Regions from separate parts of the Mus musculus genome. Here regions 2, 3 and 4 are each linked to region 1. Evidence: chromatin contacts called from public Hi-C and HiChIP or PLAC-seq data. All regions are on one chromosome and are shown on one strand. Each heading gives the region's core, a stretch centred on a gene start, on an enhancer-like site or on the middle of the called end of the contact. The rest is flanking DNA. Distances are from core to core; before and after follow the strand shown. Region 1 holds the start of Map3k5 (mitogen-activated protein kinase kinase kinase 5). Region 2 overlaps Gm20139 (predicted gene, 20139). Region 3 holds the start of Olig3 (oligodendrocyte transcription factor 3). Region 4 overlaps Gm40607 (a long non-coding RNA gene).

Region 1 (2,963 bases), core at 419-2,918:
AATTCCAAAGCAGACATAAGCCTCCTTCAGGTGTTTTAAAGAGGCTGTAAGAGAATTAGATTGAAGTACAAAACCTTGTGATCACAAATGGGAGAAGCTCACTGTGTTTGAAGACAAAAACCAGGCTTCCCACCACCACGATTATAAAAATTAGCATGTCTATTTACTTGATCCCATTGGATTTCAGTAGCACACAACCATTCCTAACATTTGCTGACAGACGGCTGGCTAATTGCTTTAGTCATCAGAACTCTCTTAACAGTTTTTGAAATCTGAAATGGACTAAAAGGGAGACATTCCGGTGGATTACATTAACAATCACTTTAATAGTCAACCGAATCTGTCATTAAAATTGCATGGGAACTCTTTAAACCATGCCAAATTATAAACTCTTCCACTCACCACAGTATCTGAGGTAATTTTTTAAAAAAACAAACAAACAAACAAAAAACAAAACAAAAAAAACTGGTTCTTTGGGCAAGATTCTAACAAAGATCACACACATTTGGTGTGTTTCACGGTGCTTTTACTCCAACATATAGTTATTTGACCGTTCAAAGTAGTAAGAGAATGGGAAATTGAAGCCACCAAAACTCGAAGGTGAAATGAGTTGGGGAAGGTCAGGCCGCGCTTTGAAAACTCAAACGAAACTCTGCACACAGCTGGCTGCTTAGCATAAGGGCATTTCTGTACTCCCAAGACTGCACAGAGAACAGAACATCACTTCAGTGGGCCACAGGTGTGTGTTTGCAAAAGCAAAACCTACCCACCTCCTAACTGAAGAGAAGTGATTGAAGCAATTATTCGCAATGGTGGGAGGAAGTGTTTTTCCGAGCCTTGTACTTGGACCCAGGGTCTTCGCTGCCGGATAATGAATAAATCAGCGGAGGATCTCCCGCACAAATACAGTCACTTGCACCAGCACACCCTCAACTAGGAGCGGCCGGCCTGAATAGTCCTGCAACCACTCTTGCCGCTCTCAAGGTGAGGCGTGATGTAAATAGGAAGCTTGCTTCCCGCCCACGAAAAACAAAACAAAACAAAAATCCCCCCCCCCCCCCAACCAAGACAGCCAGGAGAAACCGGCTGGGCAAAGCAACGAGCCGAGCTGCCACTCACCTGCGTTGTAAAAACGGTCCAGCACGGCGGTTTCCCCGAAGTCCAGCTTCCCGAAATGCAGGGTCTCCAGGGTGGCGCCCACCGCCTCGCACGCCTCCCGCAGGCTCTGCAGGGCCTCGCTCTCCGCCACCACCAGCTGCCCCTGGCTCGCCTCATTGATCACATAAGCCACGGTGGTACGCCGGCCGCCCCCGCTGCCAGAGTTGCCCCGGCCTCGGGTGGCGCTGCTCCCGGGGGCGGTGGTAGGGCAGCTGGTGCCGGGAGCCGCCGCGCTCTCCACGTTCCAGAAACTGCCCGGCGGTGGCGGCGGCGGCGGCACAAGCAAGGGCTGCAGGCTCGGCTCTCCCTCCGCCGCCGTCGCCGCTCCTCCTCCCCTCCGGCAGCTGCCGCCCTCCGGGATGGTGCAAAAGCCCACGGACGCAAAGGGCGGCACGGAGAAAGTGATGCCCTCGCCGGCTTCGGTGCCCATCTCTGCCTGCCGGGCTGCCACGGCGGCGACCCCGGAGTCCCCAGCCCAGACGCACCGTCTGGCTAGCCACAGCTCCGGGCTGCTCCGCGCGCGCCGGGCTAGGCAGCTGCCATCGCGCGCCGCGCCTTCACCGCCCCGCCGCCGCCTCCGCTCGGGCGCCCTGTCCCCCGGGGCCACGCCGCTGCCCGGCGGCGGCTCGCCCCTCCTCGGCGCCTCCGTGGCCACGCCGCTCGCCCGCTGCAGGGTGGAGAGTCCACGGGGTGGGGACGCCGGCCGCGGCGAGCGGGAAGGGACAGAGCTTCCTCCTCTTGGCGGGCGGACGAGTCGGCGGCCAACCTGCGCAGCCCGGCTCAAGGGCGCCGCGCTCGGGGAGCCGCGAGCTGTCGCCTGCCGAGCGCGGGCCGGGCGAGGGCGCCCTCTGGGTGCCGGCGCTACCTGGAGAACACCTTACGCGCGGTGGGCGGGCTACCCCGAGCCGCGTCCCGGAACCTCCGTGGCCGCTCCCGAAAGGATCCGCCTCTCTGCTCCGCAACAGCTCCCTTGCACCGACTCCGTCTCCTCCACCACCACCTCCTCCTTCCTTCCTTCCCTTCCTCTTTCACCGGTTCGCCGCGCCCTCCGAGTCCCAGCGACCGTCTCGCAGCCGCCCGTCCTCTCGGCTACCCGCCTGTGGCCGCCCACTCGTTGCAGCACAGAGAGCCAGGGCCCGCCCCTGAGGAGGGCGCTGCTGGGAAGCTGCAGCCTGGACCGAACCCACTGCTCCGGGACCTCAGAGAACTGGGAAAGAGGGCTGAAACCCTGTGCGCGCCTCGCTGCGGGACGGCGCAAAAGAAGAGTCTCTAACCCGCACTGTCCCGGTCAGCCCGCCAGGCGTTTGCAGCGCTGGGCGCAGCCACCGCGCCTCGCTCGTTCTGGTCCGCTCGTGGGCAGCGCGTGGCGCTGGATGCACCGTGGCAACACGCGTGCCGAGAGGCGGGAGGATCCAACAAGCGCCCTACAGCCCAGGCCTCAAATGGAAAGTGGTTTATAAGTGACAGGGGCGCTAAATTTAGAAGTGGTCGGCTAAATTTATCGTGGCAGCCGCTGGTACTTTTCATTGTAAAATTTCCAGTTGCTTACGCTGTTATCGTTAATGAGTAATTGATTGGCTCCATTGCCGAATGACTTAATACTCTCATATATCATCTTAAAGTCACCCCTTCCTCAAAATGCCAGATACCTAAGATAGAAAATGCATGGGAAAATTATCATTCAGAGTTGAAAGAGAGAAGTTAACTTATTTCATTTTTTAAAACTGAACCATACACAAATGAAAAGGCTTGATTGCTTTAGTGTGATCAAAAAGCTCCCGCTTATTTTGGGAAGCAAAACCAGA
Region 2 (3,233 bases), core at 582-3,081, 740 kb after region 1:
GGTATCTAGACCTCATGTTCTTTGCATCTCTACCTAAAAGAGAAAACCTCCCAGAGAGAAATACATGTTCTACATCTGCTCACAAGTCATTGAGGATGCGATAGTTCATCTTCTTTATCAGTTTGGCTGGGTTAAAAAAAATGCCTAATGAATGGTAAAAGATTATTTTTTAGTAAGTCTCTGAGGGTGTTTCCAGAGGAAATTAGTGTTTGAGTGCTGATATGTACTGAATAAAGATGACGATTGCTCTCACAACGGGAACTGGTCTTGTTCTTTTAGTTAACAGCTGGGATAGAAAAAAAAGTGGGTGAAGTGGGAGTTTGTTCCTGCAATTTGAGCCCTGAAATCCATTTTTTTCTGTCCTTGGACACCCCAAATATTGGTTTTTAGACCTTCTATCACTGTCTCCCCTGGTTCTCAGGCCTTCAGACCAACCCTGAAGAATGCAGCAGACTGAAGGACCTCCCCTTTCTCTCTGTCAGTAAATAAAGTGTTCACTGCATGGCATGAACCATGTGCTCACATGAAAAGCTGTGGTGTGCACCTGTGATCTCAGTGTTCAGGGGCAGATGATCAGCTTAGTTGAACTGGAAAGCTCCAGGCTCAATTAGAGTCTTATCTCAAAAAATAAGGTGCAACATGGATAAAAAGCCACTCAGTGATGATTTCTGGCCTGCGTGCGAGTGAGTGTGCACTCGAGCACACACACACACACACACACACACACACACACACAGAGAGAGAGAGAGAGAGAGAGAGAGAGAGAGAGAGAGAGAGAGAGCCTGAAGCTTGAATCTGGAGCCTGCTTCAGCAGTTGAGAGCACTGGCTGTTCTTCCAGAGAATTTGGGTTGGAGTCTCAGCATCCACATGGCAGCTAACAATTATCTATAAGTCCAGTTCTGACACTCTCTTCCTGCCTCCATGGACGCTACACACATCCAGAGAACAGACTAAGACTGAAGTACGAAACTCATACCTACATACATAATTGTTTTTTAAATGAGCAGTATATATAACTTACTAGCTTACTACATAAGTCAGTATATATGTATACAAAACATGATATAAGTGTATATATATGTAGGTATATATATATATATATATATATATATATATGTGTGTGTGTGTGTGTGTGTGTGTGTGTGTGTGTATACACACACACTAGTTTTCAACTCTTTAATGATATGCTAGCCATTTCAGTCCTACTGAAGGTCACTAAATGTTCTAACACCTTGTGCTCACAATGAGATTCTCTGAATACAGCTAGAAGGCAGAGAACATCTCCCCCCCCCCCCAACACACACAACAGAAACCTATGAATACCCTGCATTTAGTAGACGTTCATTAATCTTAGAAAAGGTCAGCATCTTGAAGACAATGTAATGGATCAGAGACAGAAAAGCACATCTTTGGAAATCCCCACACACTGTAGACTACTGTGACCTATCTTCTCCATTGCTGTCTTAGGGCTAATGAGCACAGTTACAGAAAAATCAACTATTGAGCAGATTTCTCCTGCTATGATCTTAAACTATATGACATTTCTGAAGAAATCTAAGAAGCTCAATTCCAGTTTCCCAAACCTCTCATCCTTGCCGTACACTCTCCTATGGGAAAAAAAAAATCAGAAACCATTGGATGGAAACACTAATAACGACCTATCATTAAAACTGCTCATCTTTTTGAAGGATGCTTTCTGTTGCAAGCATTACAGAACCTGACTCAACTGAGTTAATCAGTAAGATCATTTTATCAGATCACATGTCAAGATAGGCTGTTGCAGGGCCTCCAAGTTTGGTTTCTCAGTGGCTTTGTGATGTCAAGGGCATAGGTGATTTCCCAACTTTCTTCCCGTGTAGCCTCGGCTGATCAACAGGCTACATCCCTCAGCTCTGGGTAGCACATCCATAGAAGACAACATTCTAGAAAAGAGAGAGCATATCCAAGCCATAGAACAAATTCCCCCTCACATTTGCTTTAGTAAAGACTGGATCACATTCCTGGAGGAATCCATCCTGGCAAGAGGAATGCTATTTCATGTTTGCATGCTCCCTGGATGACCCGAGAAAGGACTTAAGTCTGGTGACTGAATAAAACTTGGAGGATGGGCTTAGACTCAAATTGCTAACCCTCCATTGCAAAAAAGTTTCTCTCATTGCTCTTTCCCTTCTGAAAATTGGATATGAAAGTTGCCAATGTCAAGATGAAATCACTCTGGTCAGACCCAGAATAAACAGAGCTGGGGTTATGAACTATCATAAAGACTTTCTAAAACCCACAAGAAATTCCTTCACAGTGAGCACACTGAGTCGGTGTTTGTCCCAGTTATTTTGCTTATTCTGTACCTATTTCTGTAACAAGGATCATCACAAGAAATTCTACCAAGCTACAAGAAGGACAGATAGACATTTGCCTGGCTATGTTGTTCGCTCAATGTCTTCACTCCCAACTTCTATGACCAGTGAACCTTTGTTTCGTGCAGCTTAAGCACATTTCCCCCTAGGTCTTTAAACAGCCTCCCTCACCCCAGTCTCTCCTGTTGTATCTAAGACGTCTGTGCACATCCCAAATTACCGCCCTTTGCCATTCATTCCTGAATGTACACAGTTTTCCTGAAAGCCACTCCCTCTGTTGGTACTTAACTGTTGACATCCTGAACATAGAGTAGAAATTGATTAATATGTGTTGAATATATAAGTGAAACTTGGCCACTTTTCTTGGCTCTGTCACTAACTAACTGCATAACTTTGAAATATTGATTGAACTTTTAAGGCTTGTTTCCTGTCTACAAAAAAGCAAAAAAGAGAGAGAGAGAATTTAGTATAGCTGGAGGCTAGGTATTGCTGGCTCCCTCCCCTTGACTCCCTGGCAAACAACTAAGGGTACCTAGTCAGCTCTGCTCAGGGTGTGGCTGCAACACTGACAACCTGTGGAACCCTTGATAACAGGAAGTTCTGTGCTGATCTTCCAAGTGGGGCCTGAGCAGGCAGGAGGCCACAAGCCCTCCATTCAGAAATCAGTGTCAGCTGGATGGAGCCAGAAGGGTGGGACTTCTAAGGAATGCTAATCAGGCCCGGTATCCACCCTAGGGACACTCTTGGCCTTCCCACTTCTTAGGTTGCATAGCCAAGAGTTTATCTCTATAAGCCATTGTTTTCAAAGCAGAGAGAGCTCTGGATTTTCCCCAGAATTCCACAGAAATTTAAGCAGTCTTCAGCTTTCCAAGGCAGAA
Region 3 (3,262 bases), core at 722-3,221, 580 kb after region 1:
ACAGGTATTGTCTTTGAGGCCCTAACAAAATATTCAAGCAAATGTTCAGGAAAATAAAAGTGGCAGCCCCCTCCCCAAAAACCCAGTGTGTTTTCAAAGCTGAGGGGTAACCGACCCAACCCCGCATGCAGTATAATTTGGCAAGGGGGTAGGATGAACTTCTAGAGGAGGCCCGGTTTTGTAGTGGGCCCCTTGGAACAGCCCTAACGTTGGAATGAGATTTGAGGGACAGAGACAGACATGGGCTTGGGGGAAGAATCACATGTTCATTGAGTGTGAATCTCTGTGCTCTGGCCCCCTTTTCATTTTATACAACCACAGACAGATATATGGAGTACTTTGGAGAGCTCACTAATAAATCCTTGTTACAAGGAAAATGGCGCTATAGCCCGCACAACATGTTTAGACAAGATTCATTTAGAAGCGTGCATGCATTTTCTTGACCTATGTTTGCGTGGAAAGGAAAACCCACATAAGAGGTTCATGCCCTGGGCTGAGAATCAAAACTTGGATTCTGAAACAAGCTCTCTCTCTCTCTCTCTCTCTCTCTCTCTCTCTCTCTCTCCATTGTCTCTGAAAAATCTATAAGGGCAGAGACAATCATAAGTGTATCTAGCTCGATGAAATATTTACATTTGCTTTGCACAAAAGGGATAGCCATCTTTCCTCCAAGATAAGAACACAGCCAGAAAGAGCCAACTCCAAAGTTCCTTTGCAAGTTTTAAACTCCACTGATCCCATCGTTAAACAACAAATGCAGTTTTGACAAGAGCATACCACAGTGAGAAATACTGGCGTGGCATGAGGGAAAGAAGCATGCATGCAAAACAGGACTTCGGGTTCCAGTCCCCTTCGCTAACACCTAGGTATTCCAGTTTGGTTTTGGCACGCCCCGCTGGGGTGGGTCAACTGGAATCTGGATCTGTAGGGCGCTGGCGAGGCCTGGGGCCGCGCGCCCACCCTCCCGCAGGCCGAGCAGTCTCCCTTTCCCTCCTGGCCCGGCACTGCGACCCCTGCCTCAGCTCTCCCTTCCTCCTCCCGGCCGGGCCAGCCCGTGGCTCACTTGAGCAAGTCCTTGGATTCAGCCGAAAGCCGGGCCATGTTGGCGGTGGAGAGAGCGGACAGGTGCGGCGGTGGTGGCATCTGGCAGATGGTGCAGGGACAGGGCAGCCCCGCCCAGTGCTGGAAGCCGCTGCCCAATTGTAGCGCGGGCGGCGTGGAGGGCGCCTTGAGCAGTGAGTGGGGAGGACGGATGGTGCCAATGGTCGGCAGGGAGGTCGCGGACAGAGGGGACGAGGCATTGCCAGAGGAGAGCGCGCCGCCCAGGATAGGGTGCACCGGGTGCACAGCGTTGGCTGCGTGTGCCGGGTGGCCGGCCGAATGCCCCACAGTCCCACAGTGGAAGGCCGAGTGGTGTCCCCCGTAGATCTCTCCAACCAACCTCTTCATCTCCTCCAGGGAGCTGGTGAGCATGAGGATGTAGTTTCTGGCCAGAAGCAGAGTGGCGATCTTGGAGAGCTTGCGCACCGAGGGCCCGTGAGCGTAGGGCATGACCTCGCGCAGACCATCCATGGCGAGGTTCAGGTCGTGCATCCTCTTGCGTTCGCGTCCGTTGATCTTCAGCCGCAACTGCTGAAGATCCTGCTCCGACAGCTGCTTCTTGATTTTGTACTTGCTGCTTTCTCCTGCAGCCTTGGCGCCTGCCCTCGAGAGGCTTTCCCCTGGCATCTTCTGGACCATATCGCCCTGTGTGGAGGAGACCGAGTTCAGACGACTCTCCTGATGGTGGTGGTGGTGGCGGTGGTGGTGGTCTCTTAGGTACATCTCATCCATGTCCGGAGATGACGCTCTGCTGGAGACAGAGCTCGAATCAGAATTCATTTTATTACAAGAGATGCGGCCTTATGGTTGAGGAGCCTTTAGGCAGGAAATTAAAGAGAATCTTGAATTAAAAAAAAAAAAAAAAAAAAAGCAAGGTCCAGGAACCCACTTCCCCAGTTGTAAAACCAGAGAAGAAAAGTCAAGGCCCTGCCTTGCCCCGCCTCTCTCTCTCTCCTGGCTTGCTTCGCTATCTCTGGTTTAGCTGTTTCCTGCACTGCACATTGGTGTGTGCCTGAACTAACCTCTTGCAGTAAAAGAGGGGCTTTTATAGCGCTGCAGTGGAGAAAAGAGACAAAAGGAGCCCTCCTATCTATCCTGGGCTGGTTAAGATGACGTGCCATCATCATTCAGGGCGGTGCGCTTTGCTGTCCCAGTTAGCAAGGATTCCTATTCATATTCATTGTGGGGCCGCCCTGGGACACCTCTGCTTGGAACCACAAGGAGCCCCCAGGCACAAAACCCTTTGATTGACACACTCACCGCGGATGCACTGGACTTCTTGTTTTTGTTGTTGTTTTGTTCTTTAAAAACTTTCTTCTGTGCCACTCCCCTCATTCTATTTCTTTTAACCAAATCTTACACTTAAAATGAAGGGAAGGAACAGAAGTTGCCTGGAAGATCAGCCTACGACGTTACTTTGGACTTAGAAGATATGGGTTGTTCTCTATCTAGTTTACAGAAATGTGGGCAAAACAAGGTCTCAATAGAAAGCCGGATACCGGAGCCAAAACGGGGCAGGTTCAACCAGGGAGACTTGGAGACTTTGCTGACTGAAGTTGTTATTCACTGGTACATTTTCTCTAAATTCAGTTAATTTTGTTTATTTGCCCTTTCCGGTAAATTAAAAAAAAAAAAAAAACATGTGCCCATTTGGCAATGCGTTTTTGCCTTTGATGCTACTGTGGAGAAGTCTTCTTTTGCGTTAAAAATAGCGAATTGAAATAATTTTGGTTTTGTACATTTCTTTAACTTCTTAGCTATAGAACTGAGGGAGGAGAGACAAAACCCCCAATGTTATATGAAAATCAATTTAGGAAGAAAATTTGGGGAGAGAAAAGGGTGAAGAAAAATGGGAGAGTTAGGGATTGAAACGAATCTCAAGAGCTCGGTACAGATCTTTGGGGTTCCAGCTTCCCAAATGGGGTAGCTAACTGCCTTCTTCGCCTCAAGTTCCACTGTGTGTTGGGATGGGATGAAGGCAGTCTTTGGCCTCAGGGTGAAAGCTGAGAGCATCCAGAGTTTAGCACCAGACCACCTGGAGCGGCAGCTGAGCAGAGCGGGAGTTCAGGGTAAAATCAAGTGTGTGGTGTGTGTGCGTGTGCATGTGTGTGTGTATGTGTGTGCACAGGACCTGGAGATACCTGTCTGCGGGCTTGTTACA
Region 4 (3,215 bases), core at 450-2,949, 690 kb after region 1:
TATCATTTGCCTAATAATTCTGAAACGAATACCCATGAGGGACAGTGTTAGAAGGCAGGCTCAGATGCACACACGCAGGCAGAGATAGACTTTCATGCTGTCACACAGCAGAAGGAAACGGAAGGCTGGTTGCTTTGTAACAGCAGTCAACTGTTGTCTCCTAACAAAGGCTAAAAAACAATGTTAAAATGACTGTTGGAGCAGTCCTGTGACATTGCTATTCAGATCTACAGCCTAGGGTACAATGCAGTGCTTCTTACCCTGTGTATCACAACCCCCCAAAGACCACCGGAAAACACAGATATTTACATTACAATTCATAACAGCAGCAAAATTATGGTTATGAAATAGCAATGAAAATAATGTTATGGCTGGAGGAACCATAATACATGAGGAAGAGTATTAAAGGGTTGTGGCACTAGGAAGGCTGAGAATCACTGAGTTTTGACATTAGGGTTTCCACCTTCAATATCCCTCTACATCGTTGTACAGCTGCATAGCACATATGAAACAAACACATGTACATATAATGGAAACATGTTTTCTGTAGGTGCCCTGCTTTTTCTTGGTTCACAGCACGTGGCGGCTCAAGTCTTTATGGAAATGGTTCCACATCAAATCCACACAGTGAATGTGCAGTGTATTCAAAGCTGTCTAGGCGATGTCTCTTTCTCTTAAGCTTGCTTTTGCCCCTCCCAGCCTCTCCTTCCTGCAGACTGCTTGCTCCATCCTGAAGGACCTGGCATCCAGACGCTAGAAATGATTGTTCTCTACAATGCTAAACACAACCCACATGCCTACCTAGGCTTCCTCTACCTAAAATTCCCACTCATTTGTTGTATTTCTGTTCTACTGATTGCTACCATCAAAATCCCTTGAGTTTCATCTCAAACCTGCCTCAGTCTTCCCAGACACCAAGAGGCAGTGCTTTCTTCTAATGCATGCACCATTGAACTACATACTATTGAACATTTGAGACAGTTTACCACACTGACTCTTTGGCTCCTGTTTTCTCCTCAGACTATGAAGAGTCACCCATCAAATATGCCACAGTAAAGATGGGGACTAAGCCAAGTTGTATTCTGGCGCTACCTAGAAACTACTCTAACTATATTTTCTATAACTTACAAATACATCAAGGGCACGTTTCTTTCTTCCAGTCCTTAAGGCTATAGGGTAGACATGTTTTACCCATGTGTGTGTAGGCATTTTAAGCAAGCATCGAACACACCACCTGCATTTTCACCCTTAGCTTTTATTCTTTATGCTTCTTGTCACCAGCGCATTCCCATGTAGGGTCTGGAGTGTCTGGGGCCCAGGCAGGTCCTGGCATGGCCTTCGGACCCAAAGCCTCTATTAAATAAATAGGTAAACAGAGGCTGTAAAGAACAGGTCCAGTTGAAAGTGGTCTGAATTCTTTACTCTCTCCCTCCAGGAAGCAATTTTGCAGCACTTAATTCAGAGTCCACACCCAGCAAGTGCTTAAACACGTTTTCTTACAGCCATTTCACCTCATTTTATTCCAATAAGGAGGTTTAAAAAGCCATCTCCTTCCCTTCGTCCCTCCACCTCTGCCCTTTCCGTTCCTGTCTTTAATGAGTTTTTAGTGTTTTAGTTAACATTGCAAACCTGATAGTGACACAGAGTCTGAACAGAACAAGCAGAGTGGCTTAGAGGGTGCGGTGCGTGGTTTCTGTTTTGTTAGCTCATACTGCCCTCTTCTGGTCACTGAGCAGATTTAAAACTTGGCTGGGTAGAAAAAACAAAAAACAACCAACACCCCTCCTCTAAACTAAAAAACCAACCTAACTAACTAACTAACTAACTAACTAACTAACTAATTAAAACCATGAAGAAAACTGTGCAAAGAATAAGTGACAGTGTACAGGGAAATAAAATCTTTCCATATGAATAACCATGACATGAAAATATGCAACACCACTGCCTATGTGTGACTAAGTAACATTTTTTGTTGTTGTTGTTATTCTTAAAATCCAAAATACTGCTGTCTTCTCATTTTTGTCTCTTTGTCATTTTTACGTGGGTAAATTCATGCAATCTGTTGAGAAGAACGTCACTGGAATGGCTTAGGGGTTCTCTTCCTTGTTCCAGCTCCCCTGAAAGCTTGTGGGGATAGGGCAGTTTGCTCTGTAACCAGCGGTGTGGTGTCTTGCCTGGGCTCATTAGTTAGGTGAACAGGGTCCAGGAGCCTTCTCAGCTCTCAGCTGTACTTCATCTGCTTGCGGCTGGAGCGATACCTGCTCTGCCTTCCTTATCAAGGATAACAGAAATAGAATGAAGACACAGCCTATGATGTTTATCTACAAATAAACGCACTGTTGTTATTTTTAATTAGTGTGTGTGTGTGCGTGCACGTGTGCATGTCTGAGTGTGTGTATGTGTGTGTGTGCGTGCACGTGTGCGTGTCTGAGTGTGTGTGTGTGTGTGTGTGTGCGTGCACGTGTGCGTGTCTGAGTGTGTGTGTGTGCGTGCACGTGTGCATGTCTGAGTGTGTGTGTGTGTGTCTGAGTGTGTGTGTGTGTGTATGTATGTGTGTGTGTGTGTGTGTGTATGTGTGCGTGCACGTGTGCGTGTCTGTGTGTGTGTGTGTGTGTGTGTGTATGTGTGTGTGTGTGTGTGTGTGTGTGTGTGTGTGTGTGTGTGTGTGTGTAGGTCAGAGAACACCTTGCAAGCATCAGTTCCCTCCTGATATTTGACATTAGGGATATTGAAGGTGGAAACCCTAATGTCAAAACTCATTGATTCTCAGCCTTGCTACTGCCACAACCCTTTAATACTGTTCCTCACGTATTATGGTTCCCCCAGCCATAACCCCCATGTGGGTTCTGTAAATCTAACTTGGGTCATCAGGCTTAGTGGACACCTTTACCCACTGAGCAATTAGTTTGCCCAAGAAGACATTTGCAATACGGATTTTAGGTGTTATAGTTCCCAGTGAAGTTCAGCTTCATTAAAAACCAAACCAAACCAAACCAAAAAAAGAAAAAATCCTTGCTATTTTAAGATAATGAAAGTATGTTGATAGCTATAGATCTAAAACGACAAAATTTCAGCCTTTCCTTTCCTGGAACTCTTTAGGAGAACAAAGACAAATGACTTTCCTGAACGATTTCCAACACAATCTTAGGGAAAGACAGGGTGTTTCCTTAATACTCAGAGAACACTGAAAGCCCAAGAATACTGTTGTAAACACA

The links. Hi-C and Micro-C count contacts between places; a contact is called where the count stands out from the background. HiChIP or PLAC-seq counts read pairs in DNA pulled down with a chosen protein or histone mark.
Region 2: a contact with region 1 is called in a FOXA1 HiChIP or PLAC-seq map of pancreatic cancer cells. The contact joins the enhancer-like site here to the promoter of Map3k5 in region 1. A contact is called at or near these places in 6 of 115 datasets of contacts at active chromatin or transcription factors (embryonic forebrain, embryonic stem cells, extraembryonic endoderm stem cells and 3 more).
Region 3: a contact with region 1 is called in a Hi-C map of embryonic stem cells, with 3 times the contacts expected there. The contact joins the promoter of Olig3 here to the promoter of Map3k5 in region 1. A contact is called at or near these places in 5 of 39 promoter capture datasets (cranial neural crest, embryonic stem cells, frontonasal cranial neural crest and 1 more) and 5 of 484 Hi-C or Micro-C datasets (all in embryonic stem cells).
Region 4: an H3K4me3 HiChIP or PLAC-seq map of forebrain shows a contact between it and region 1, with 5 times the contacts expected there. The contact joins the enhancer-like site here to the promoter of Map3k5 in region 1. A contact is called at or near these places in 1 of 39 promoter capture datasets (the SN4741 cell line), 3 of 115 datasets of contacts at active chromatin or transcription factors (forebrain, large pre-B cells and pro-B cells) and 1 of 9 other capture datasets (embryonic stem cells).

The regions. Positions count from the first base shown.
Region 1 is chr10:19,933,231-19,936,193 of GRCm38.p6, reverse strand. It overlaps Map3k5 (mitogen-activated protein kinase kinase kinase 5), which reads right to left and starts at 1,668. Exons shown (of 30, transcript NM_008580.4): 1 at 1,120-1,668. The coding sequence starts at 1,588.
Region 2 is chr10:19,192,144-19,195,376 of GRCm38.p6, reverse strand. All of the region lies in intron 3 of Gm20139 (predicted gene, 20139), which reads right to left. Among named protein-coding and RNA genes, the nearest start is that of Gm40607, 50 kb to the left of the region's middle. Within about 2 kb of position 1,831, at least 60 of the 459 cell types and tissues checked have an H3K27ac peak or open chromatin away from gene starts, as enhancers often do. A contact at or near this core is called in embryonic stem cells, memory CD8 T cells, pancreatic cancer cells and 1 more, where this site is marked.
Region 3 is chr10:19,355,248-19,358,509 of GRCm38.p6, reverse strand. It overlaps Olig3 (oligodendrocyte transcription factor 3), which reads right to left and starts at 1,971. Exons shown (of 1, transcript NM_053008.3): 1 at 1-1,971. The coding sequence starts at 1,881. The coding sequence ends at 1,060.
Region 4 is chr10:19,238,690-19,241,904 of GRCm38.p6, reverse strand. The region is part of intron 2 of Gm40607 (a long non-coding RNA gene); the gene reads left to right. Among named protein-coding and RNA genes, the nearest start is that of Gm40607, 3.3 kb to the left of the region's middle. Within about 2 kb of position 1,699, at least 14 of the 459 cell types and tissues checked have an H3K27ac peak or open chromatin away from gene starts, as enhancers often do.